2 separate regions of the Arachis hypogaea genome follow, and region 2 is linked to region 1. The links are chromatin contacts, called in public Hi-C maps. All regions are on one chromosome and are shown on one strand. The core of a region is the stretch at or near the end of the contact, and the rest is flanking DNA. Distances in the headings are between cores, read along the strand shown. Region 1 has its middle 16 kb from the start of LOC112703992. Region 2 holds the start of LOC112702636 (NDR1/HIN1-like protein 6).

Region 1 (5,880 bases), core at 2,386-4,885:
ACCTATCACAGACTTTCTAGCAAGTTGTTTCAGGTTTAGCTTTTTGTTCTCCTTTTTAAGCTTGGATATGACGTTGTTATTGTGTTGGACATTATTCATGGTATAGGATATCTCCAATAGAGCATTAGAAGAAGAATTAGTATCAGTAGTCGTACCTGTATTTTCTGATTCACCCTCATTTTCTTCTGTAGAACCCGAATTAGCAGCATTTTTTTCATTATTCTATTTTTTCTGATCATCTTGCACACTCATTTTTGAGAAACTTTCAAAAAGCCAAGCAGGTGGAGATTTTTTCTTCGGTTGAGCTGGAATAGAACCATCCCGAGGTTGGTTAGGATTGAAGGAAGCTCTCTTTTCAGTTAAACGCCTACCGACTTGATCTGTCTTAAGCCATTCACCAACTTTATCTTCCTTGACATTGTTTTGGGCAGAATCATCAATAAAACATTAGCAGTTCTTAGATTCATGCCCCAATTTTGCACAATAAGTACAAAACACACCTATACATTCATAGCGTACTCCAATTTCCAGCATTTTCTGATTAGGATCAAGCAGTTTCAGTGTATCCCTCATTCTTTTATCACCGTTCAGTTCCACTTTAGCCTTCGCTATGCGTGTATCATTGCCTCTAACTTCAAATAGAGCAACATCTTCAATTTGACCAAGTCTCCCACCCAATTTTCGTCCAACCTCAAGTGTTTTGTATTGTTCAGGCAATCCCCAAAGTTGTGCCCATACAGGAAAAGAAGAGATGTGATTATCCTCTATGTTTATTGATTGCTTCCATCTGCGAACATGAATAACAAAACTCTTGAATAACCAAGGTGAACCTCTCTCAATTCGAGTCACATCAGAGTCATTTTCAAAGAAAAATTGAAACTGGTTCCTGGATTTTTCGACTACTCTGAATCCTTCTGGTTTATTCCATATTGCATACAGAGCTCCTTCCATGGTACCTACGGAAAAGATCCGATCTGAGAAAATTCTTCCAGACAGGCTCCGTGTACAGGCTTGAATTCCTTCGGAAACATCTTCATAAGCTAAAACGATCAAGTCATCCTCCTGATCACTATCAATTATATGAGGGTTCTGTGTCTCTGATTTGTTGCTCATGGTGTAGAGAAAAACAGAATTAGTATTTAATGATTTCAGAGAGAAATAAGATATATGGAATGGGTGAATTAGAAAACGAAATGAATTAAAAGAAGAATGAATTTGGAGAGAAAGCGAAAATTAAGGAACTAAGTGGAAAAGAAATTAAGAGAAGAAAGTAGAGGAAGATAGAAAAGACTTTGACGAAGAAAAGACAAAAAAAGGTGTAACCATGGAGGCGGCGCAGTGAAACCCTAGTAGAGCGTGAACGAACTCATAGGGCGCTGGATGAGGAGTACGTACTCCCGCTGTAAAACAATTCCCTTCTTAAAGATTATCCTAATTAACATAACAAAAAATTATTGCATGATTTTTTTTCTTTTCTTTTTAAATCAGACATATAGGAACCACTTTTATCCTTTTTTTTTTTGAAATTTTGTCTACAACAGAATTCATAATTTATCTCTCTTTTGGGCTATAAATCTTAGTTATCGTCTAAGAAATTTTTAGATATCCAGCCAATTTTTCAATTATATATTTTTGTTAGACTCAAACTTTGACCCCTATTAAAGTCCTGTTTTTGGAACCCAAATTCCCGTTCATGTCCCTAGAGTAAATATTTAATGTTACCGCACTTAGCACTCATTGCTAGCTTTGACTAAAAGTTGGTGCACTCTTTTTGGTTTGACTATCTACTATATATGTACTCCTATATCATTGGATGGTCAAAAGAAAATCATTTTTAGCCACCAAACAACAAGCCACCACAAAAAACACCTTGTATATTTATCTTAAAGCAAACTCACCAGTACATTTACGCCCACTAAATTTAAACACAACAAATTCCCATCTATTTTTCTAATGTAGTCTCTTCCAATTATATCTGAGTCTGTATCTACAGAGCCGATCAACTTTCAACTATCTAAAATTTATTTTAATGTGACTGACTTATTAATACAAGTCATCATTTAGTCACAAATTTATTATCTTTAGGTATCTATTTTCTGCTTTTTTATGGATCTTTTCGTCAATATACACCATGCAAATGCAAGATGACAAATTTTACTGGTCACCGGTTCGTACATAGTATATTGTTGTACCAATAAAGTGATTGGTAAAATTTTTCAATAAATTATTAACACATAGCATTTTGCCATTTTCAGTGTAGTTATATCAGAATTAATTAGTATTATTTAATATATTTAAATATTTATTATAAAAATTATATTTTTATTATATAATTCTCTTAGTATTTATAAATATTATTTTATATTATATTATTTTAGATAATTTAAATAAATAATTTGAATACAATTTAATAATATACAAATTCTTTTTTCAATTTAATCTCTTATTTCTAACATTTTAAATGGAATATACGCGTGTGAGAGTGAAAAATATAATTTTCATTTTTTTTTCATCCTCAGTTAATAGATGATCAACTGGGTTAGTTGTAGACGTGTGGAACAACGGAGTTAGTCAAATTATCATTACGATCCTGTTATTTAAATAATTAGGAGTAAAGTTAATTCTAATTAATTAATTAAAAAATAGGTTTCTTATAAAAAAACTTATTATCCTATTTTTTAAAATTTTAAAATGAAAAGAGATTAGCTTAGTTAGCTACTATAGTTGGTTCCTAGATTTTTTTTTATAATTATTATTTGTGTATCGTTTTTTACTTTTATTATTTACAAATATAATATGTATTTTTATATTCGTTTCTTTATACATATAATGAAATTGCATGTTTTCTTTTAGTTGATAACAATATTATTTATATGTCTAGTATATTATTATTTGTATTATTATATTAATTAATATGTATTTTTATATTATATATACATAATGAAATTACGGTTTTTCTTTTAGTTTGGTGACTCATGCAACAGAATCGTTTTTAGAATGGAATTCAATCAAAATTCAACTTGTTATACCTGAATAAAATAAGTTAACATAGTTTTTAGTTGTTTTTATTTATAAGTTGTTTTTATAATCAATAGTTTGTAATAGTTTTTGCACTTCAGGCGGATTCGTGATTATCTCCAACCTCTTCACATAAGCTTATTTACACAATATCCGTTTTAGGGACATCTTAGAACAGATCTAAAGTGGCCAGCAGTATTAGGTAATGATGACTAATGGTTGATGATAGTTGAAATTATGGTGTTTGGAAAAAAAATAAAAGAAAAAGATAATTTTAAAAATTTGTGAGTAATTGAAAATTTACTTATTTATTGACTAAAGTTAATTGTTTTTTTGTTAGACTCCGTAATTGGGTTAAAAAAGAAAATGATAATTTGCCTCACCTAAATAACAATTTTCCCTTAGAGATTTGTTTATGCTTTCATATTCAAGAAATATTTACCCATCCTACTCCGATACTGGTATTTCACAACCATTTTTTCAATGACTAATTTTATGAGCCGATTTCTAGATGTTGACAATATTATCCTTTCTGTTATGAATTTGGAATATATCGTATTTAGTACTGTCAATAGGTCAGTTCCATAAAATTTAGGCCTTAATCCTATGGGTTAGGATAAACAATACAAAGATTTTTTTTTATCAAAAAATTCAACTAGACGGACCAGAATCCTATAGAACCTAGAGGATTTGGGACCAATTTTAGGATGGGTAATCTTTCCTAGGAGAGATTATCAAAGATCTAAGTGAGATAAGAAAAAAAAAAGAAAAAGAAAAAGAAGGAAGTGGGCGGTAAGCCGGTACGGAATTTCTACCCAGATTGAATGAAAAACAAAAGAAGACTTGTGAATAGCCAGAAGAGCAAGTGGGCCTTATAGAAAAAGAAATAGGAGACTAGAATATGGCCCAAAAGAGAATATACAACAACAGGCTATGATGGACGAGATAAAAAAAAAATTCTTTTACAACATTTATTTATTTTATAGTAGAACTCACGTATAGTTAATTACTTAACTTTATATAAAATTGATAGTTAATAATTATTAGATGATGATAATTTAGTTAAATTTACTAAATTATTTAATGATTCTCAACTATCAACTTATTTTAATATTTTAATATTTAACGACTTTCAACTCTCAACTATCAATTTATAAATTATTTATAATTACCATACTTTTTCGCTTTCTATCCTACATTCACTTTTTCGCTTTCTATCCTACATTCCTACGTCATCTCGAATCGACTGGCGGTCAATTGGAGGGTTGGTCGACGGACGGTTGTCTTGGTGTCAACAAACGATTGATTTGGATAAAAGATCGCAATCAATCAATCAGTTAGATTAAGGTTTTTATGTTATTCAGGGTCGGTCATTGGTTATTAGAGCTGGCTGATATTGTTTCTAAGACATTTAAAAGTTTGCGGTATGGCTACTGGTTGAAGAACTCCATGACCCATAAGTTGGATACATTACAAAGAAATGTTATGCTACTAAATCCAAATGCTTTGGCCAAATGCATGAAATGTTGGGGAGTTCGTTCCTTTCCTTTTTGACATTTGAATCATCATGAAAACATCAGATCTAAAAACCATCTTAACAATATCTGTCTACTCTGGCACTATAAGAAGAACTTTGTTCACCACAATCACTTTCCCATCATTCAGTATAGCCTTCTGACAATTTTTTAATATTTTTTGTAAGATTTGAAAAAATATTAATTGAATAATTAATTAACTAAATAAGAGTAAGCTAAGAGAATTTTTAAAATATTTTGTTTGGAAAGAAGTTTTAAAATTTAAAATTAAAAAATTTACGGATAAATCGAACTCAGAAAATTAATTAGAGTGCAAAAATGTAATTATCGGCATTATAATTAACTGTACAGACTTCAAGTCTGTTCGGTATTGCGTATGAGAAAAATAAAACTGTAAAAATAATTAAAAAAATATTTAGAATAAAAATCGGAACACTTATTTTAAAGATTTTGGTCCTAAGTGGAACCAATAGATGAAAGAACATAAATACCCCTCACTCACTTATATAAAAACGTAACACACCCCATTTCACACTCAAATCACATAATCTTACACTGAGAGAGAGTCACTATTCATACCTCCATTCAAATTCAATTTTCTCTCATTCCAGAGCTTCAATCGAAGACTTATTTGTGGCCACGTGATCACCTCGTCATTCTCTTCAATTCTATATAACTTTTGCAATGAGTAATCCCAATAACCTTATCTCATTTCTCTATTTTCATATGTTTTTGAGTTTGGAGTTTGAGGTGTTAAAAAATTGTGATTTTAATATTTTAGGTGGGAGTTTAAGTACAATTTTTAGTGGAGTTTTAACCCATGATTATGTAGAGCAAAGTAAAAAAAAAAAACTCAATTTCTCCATTATCCCCAATTTTGAGTGAAAATTCTAGTGTAAATACTTGATAATTGATGTAATTAGATTGAAATTGAGTAGCTTGGAAGGTTGGTTTGAATTGGTGCAGAATTGGGTGCGCCATTTGATCAGAGGAGGATCGGGTGAGGCTTAGAGGTTTTGGTTAAAGCTTGGATGTGATTGAAAAGGAGATTCAAAGGATTTGAAAATCTACCATCAACGAAGATATGGATTTTTGTTTCGGGTAAACACTATGTAATGTTATGTAAAACCTAGGTTAAGTGACCCTAGGTTAGTGATGAATTGAGATAATTGATGTGGTTGATATTGATGGTTTATTGTGAATAATAAATACTAGTTGATGGTTGAATGGTGACATGATGTGGCATGATTTTGATGAATTGAGTCTTGATGAGCTATATATATGTATGATTGAAATTGGATACGGATTGTGGTTTGATTGATTATTA
Region 2 (6,183 bases), core at 2,244-4,743, 160 kb after region 1:
GCATTTCAATAGAGGCATGTTGCCTTCAGATAGTTGCCCCAGTTGCTTGACTTGTCAGGATACAGTTTCTCATTGTATGCGGGATTGCCCGAAAGCTCAATTGGTTGGCCGCTACTGGGAGTTTCCTGTCATCCTCTAGATTTGAATAACTAATTCTTATCCCATAGCAAAGAGCATCCTTTTCGATTCTTTGATGGTCTTTGATGGATTTATAGAACGCGAAATAATGAGATTTTTAATCACTATGAGCCTTGGCTTCAATATAAAGTGGCTAGTATGGCTTTAGCCTTGGAGAAAGAGCTTTAGAATGTCTTTGAAGTGAATCAAGTATCTATTCCTTCTTCGATTAGTTGCTTTTGGGTTCCCCTTCAATGAGTATTTTTAAGATCAATTGTGATGCTAGTTATTTAAGATCTGGTAATCAGATGAATTTTGTCTGTGTTAGTAGAGACTGGAATGAAACTTGGCAATGAGACTGTTTGGGAACAATTGAGAGCAACAATATTCTTCAAGGAGAGTTATTTACTATTTGGAGAGATTTTCTTTTAGTTTGAGACTTGGGACAAAAAGACGTGATTTGCGAAACGGATTGTCTAGAGACTTTCAATCTTGTCACTAATTTTCATGATAATGTTGGTCATGTAGATTCATTGGTGCTTAACGTTAGAGAGATCATGACTTGGAAGTGGCACGTTGATATTCGTTTGATCTTAAGGGATGCAAATATAGTGGCGGATACCGTGACAAAAATGACGATGATATTTCATTTTCAGTATGTAGAGCTTCCAGTGCTTTAGAAGGAGTTTGAGAAGAATATCCAACGGAACTGTCCTGCGCCTTTTTAGTCTCTTGGGACTCTGTTTTTCTCTTTCTGTTTAGTTGTTTTTCTTACTTTCCCGTCACAAAAAAGCGCATACTTTAGATAAAAAAAAGTTGAATTAGGTCTCTAATTTTTTAACTCAAATATAAATAAATCTGTGATTAAGTAATAATACAAAAATGTTCATCATCTTTTAAAATGTGAAACATTTAAATTCATTCGTTCAAAATATATAACAAATAAATTTTTAAAAAGATTTAAATTTTTTGCTTTTTTAAAAAGTGATAGATAATTTTGTATTTTCAATTAAAAAAAAATTTATTTGCCTTTAAATTAAAAGTCAAAAACTTATTTATTAAAGACTCTTTTTAAGCACCAATGGTAGCAAAATTAGTTGTTCCAATTAATTATTTTGGGTTGGAGTAATAAGTTAGATGGTGTTGTGACTGAACCTATCGAATTTAGATCTTTTAAGGTTAAAAAATTGATAAAGTGATAAATTAAGAGATTAATTACCATTAAATTTGTAACTTTTATAGAATATGTGCTTTACTATTTTAATTTAAAAATGATTAACTCATTATTTTATTATTTTACCAATTTTTTTATTTTAGAAGATTTTGATCCGTACATAGAAATAGGCACACAGCGTGAGTGAGATTTAAAATTGAAAGTATAGTTATTAACGGAAATATTGCTTCAATCCTTTGTCTCCAGAAATTTTTATTTTTTATGCTTCTATTTTCTAGAAATACTGAAAGAACTGAAATTTTGTATCCCATGACTAAAATTTTAATTCTAATATTTGGTTACTAAATATAATACTAAGTTTAAGTCTCTCGATTCCAATTTTAATCTCAAAAAATAAACACTATAATGATTACACAGGAATCTAATACTACTTTCGGTTTAAAAAAAAGGTGGTATTAAAAAAATTATTAATTATATATATGAATTAGTGTCGTCCAAAGGAAATAAAATTATTATTATTTCTTTCCACTATTTTCTCCGTATTTTAACAATAAAAAATGTCAAGGAAATAAAGAAAGGAGTCTGGTCTAAATTTTTGTTAACAAGACAATTATTTAATATAAAAAATTCAAACAGAACATTTATTTTTTTTTAAAGATAGTACTACTATATACATTTTTTTACAAAAATCCTGTAATTAAATATTTTGTTAGTATATTTTGTACCACGTTACATTAAAAATAAAAAAAATTAACAATAAGATATTAAACACACATATATATATATATATATATATATATATATATAGAGGATAGCATGTTAGCAAAAATAGTATAAAGGATATAACAATATAATATATGCTATAGCACGATCATTAAAAAATAATATGGACATGAGTAGTGGCAGAAAAATACAAAATTAAGAGTACAGAACTAAGAAAAATCCTAAAATGTAAATCTCCATCTGTAAAGTAAAAATAAAAAATAAAATAATAATCTCAATCCGAGACCATATAAAAAAAATGATAAAAAAATAGTATATAGTAATACATAGCAATATATATATGGCATATATTATACTAATAGTAATTATAATGAACAATAGTTATAATAAGCACCAAAGAATGATGATCTATAACTTGAGCCTGATCTATAACTTGAGTCTGAACTTGCAGCTACTGCTCTTGATTCTAATGGAGTTGTTAGCATTAAGATTATCCACAACAATCCAGCACCTAACCCTGAAGGTGATCTTGAATATCTTCAACTTCCCAAACTTAATCCTCACCGGTTGCTTCGCCTTCAACCGAAGAGGAACACTTCCACTTTGCTGCAGTTGTTGCGTCAACGAATTTTCCAAAGCTGTTGCATTTTCTGCTTCCCCTGAAAGAGGAATGTTAAGAACTGTAGTGTTATGGTGACCCTGGTAGAATTTTGGTAACGATCCATCACAGAGTTTCGTGCCATTGTAATAAGCACTAATGTGGCTTCCACCTCTGTAATCGATTCCAATTCTCTTGTTTGGATTCCGAGCTGTTATTGTCAAGTTGAATGTGACACTTAAGCTATCGTTGTTTGAAAGATCGAATCTTGTCACCCCAATTTCGTTGATGGAGTATTTCGGAAGCTTCGGCCTGAACACAAGATAGAGTATACCCACCGTTGCGCCGATCGCCACCACCAGGATAAGCAATATGCTTATAAACCAACAGAGGAATTTGCAGCAGCAACCTCTTCTTGATCTTCTGTTGCGAGCAGGAGGCAGCGGAGGAGGCGGTGGTTGTTGATTTGACAACTCCGGATCGCCTTTATCCGATCTGGACATGTTCCTTGGCACCAAAGGTGCCGATGGTTGTGGCGGTGGCGGCGATGGTGGTGATTCAACGTCATGATGAAGAGGGTGGATTCTCTGATTATCTCCCATATTTGGTACAAGTATATGAATGAATGTGATCTCAAATGAAAAATGGGGTATCAAGTTTTGTTACTTTTGGCTATGGAAGTGTATTTAATGAATGAAATGATCATGTCTTGGATTAGGTCATGGCATATATGAAGGGTTGGAAGATTGAAGCTTTTCCAAGTTTTGACTTTGATGGCACCAAATGAAAAATGTCACCTTCTATAGGTAAAGTCATGTTCTAAGTCACGTCATATGAAGTGCAAGATATTCAATTCAATCTTTGTGTCTTTATAATAAAAATGCCGCCGAAGTTTCTATTACTGCTTTCTTTTCTTTCTTTCTTTTTTTTTTCCTTTTCTTTTCTGGGGTCCTTGCGTCTCTTATTCGAGCATCCTTATTATTATATGCTTTCTGAAATTCTTGAATGCCATCAAGAAAAGTTGGTTATTATATTCGATATATACCATTTCGTTATAACCATGAGTACATATAAAAAAATCACTCATTAAATTAAGGTAAAATTGACTTCACGTGAAGTTGATAGTTGAGAGCTATTAGATAAAAATTTAGTCAAATAAATTATTTAACGGTTTTACTTATTAAGTTCACGTGAAGTCGACCGCACATAAGTTTCTACCTTAAATTAATTATATGTATAAAATATATTTTAAAATATTAAATATATATTTAAAATAAATTAAATAATATTATGTTTATACAAAAATATATAATATTAAATTTTTTATGTGCACATAGTATTTTTATTTTTTGGATTTATCTATCATGTATTCTAAAGGCATAAGTCAAGATTACAAATTAAAAATTTTTTATTGAAAATACACAAAATTTACATTTTCAATGTATTAAATTTGTATTTATTAAATAAAAAAATTAAAACCTCGACTAATGATAAACTTATCATGAATCCTATAAAAGCACATATTAGCTAAACCCTTTTTTTTTATAATACTTAAAATAATGGTAATATTGATAAAAATAAATATTTAACGAAGACATACACGAAAATTCACAAACAATATTATTTAGAGGTTAATAGTGATACAAATATGGGATTTTTAGTAAAAGTAATAGATATGCATTTGAGTTATTCATTGTAATTTATTGTCAATAGACTATTTGAGTAGTAAGTTACATCACAATTTTCTGAAGTTGGACAATAGTATTATTACTGTTACTTGCTTAATTTACCATATTTACAACCAATATCCTCTCCAAAGAAAAGAGATGCTTTATGTTCAAAGCCAATGTCAATTGTCAACTTTTTTAAAAGGATAATTTTGGAAGAACAACAAAACAATACCTAATAATAGCTTGCCAACATAAATCTTGAAGATGTGATTTTAAGATTTTGAATAATGTATAATTTTTACCGATTTTTCTTACTTTTCTAATTTCTGTTGTCCTCCTAGCAGAACAATTTTTAGAAATAAAAGTATAATGAATGTTATATAACCCAGATTCTCAAAAGTAATTTCCTAATTATTATTATTATTATTATGTGTGTGTGTGTAATATAGACACCCAAAAAAAATGTGTGTAATATAACGGTTTTCATCCCACAGAAAAACTAATGTAAATGCAAAGGCAATAATAGTCAATTTGATTGAAAGATATTATATATACTGGAAGCAATTCACCAATTCCCTTGTTTATAAGCCGCTGTCAATTGAGAAGAAGTTGTGCACTCAATCTTATATAGTTTGAAACGAAACATCATTTAAATGTTTCATAAATAAATCTCTTAATTTCGATCCCTTATTTTTTAATTATCTCTTAAAATTAAGATGCAATCCTGTAAACTTAGCTTACCCACACCGTGTACATAACTCTCAAACTTTGGTAAGTAGGTAAACAAACACGTGCAATACATAAACAAATTCCTTTTTTTTTTTTTTCATCTTTTGAAATTGGTCTATTGAGTTACAAAACAAAAAGAAAAATCCATGGATTAAAATGAAACTTACTCCATGACAATAATTTATGTGAAGAATTTTGAATAAAATCCCTCATGATATACCAGTATATATCTAGAACATATTATGCTGACACTGAATTCATTTATTTTTCCCTTATTTACTTTGACGAAAAGCTAAAATCTCAATTCTCAACAAGGTATTTCGCCACATTTTGCTTACTACTAGTAAAAAAAAATATAAAACGTTGCATTCACACTTTAAGAGAAGGTTTCACCTTAGAAGATTCTTTCATGCGTGTGCTTTTCTCCGCCTCTAATACAGGCACTGGGACTTGGTCATGGCCGTCGCAATTAATTAATTAATTAATTGTATCACACAAGTTCTAAATCAAATTAACACACAATTAATAGATGAGTTTATCAATTTTCAATTCCACTGTGTTGGTGGCTCACATTGGTCCTTGTGATATCATTGATGGCATCACATCTCTATATACTATAAACTATGATTATATTAAAAGAGTCACTAAAGTTAAAGTTAACCATCAGCATAAAACACATATTGAAATATAAATATAAATTAAAAATAAATTAAATTACATATATAATTATATATAAATATATTAATAATTAATTTTAATAATTAATTTTAGTATACCAATAATATTTTTTATTATTCTATTATACTATTATGCACTCGGTAGAAATTTTTTTTTTCTTTGAGAGATTACTTGCAAAATATTGTTTATGTATTTTTGGTGAAATTTTTTATATAGATATTTAATTTTGTGATATTATATCATTAAAATGTTTGACTCGTTTATAGATTAACTTATTCATCTTTCATAATACAAGTGTTTAATGAAATAATAATGAAAAGATAGATGACTACTCATTTACACGAAAATATTTTCGCATAAAATTAGTATTTAAGATATAAATCTGCATCATAATAAATAATTTAGCTAAAATATATCTATTTTATATTGGACAATTACTTCAGTACTTTTTGAAAATTAGAGAATAAATAACTTTTTTTATATATAAGCATAAT

What was found. A called contact is a pair of places that touch in the nucleus more often than the background predicts.
Region 2: a contact with region 1 is called in a Hi-C map of an unstated tissue, with 4 times the contacts expected there. The contact joins the promoter of LOC112702636 here to the enhancer-like site in region 1. A contact is called at or near these places in 4 of 8 Hi-C or Micro-C datasets (leaf and an unstated tissue).

What each region holds. Positions count from the first base shown.
Region 1 is chr7:16,127,841-16,133,720 of arahy.Tifrunner.gnm2.J5K5, forward strand. No RefSeq gene overlaps it. Among protein-coding and RNA genes, the nearest start is that of LOC112703992, 16 kb to the right of the region's middle. Within about 2 kb of position 3,636, at least 3 of the 3 cell types and tissues checked have open chromatin away from gene starts, as enhancers often do.
Region 2 is chr7:16,285,962-16,292,144 of arahy.Tifrunner.gnm2.J5K5, forward strand. It overlaps LOC112702636 (NDR1/HIN1-like protein 6), which reads right to left and starts at 3,494. Exons shown (of 1, transcript XM_025753768.2): 1 at 2,126-3,494. The coding sequence starts at 3,214. The coding sequence ends at 2,441.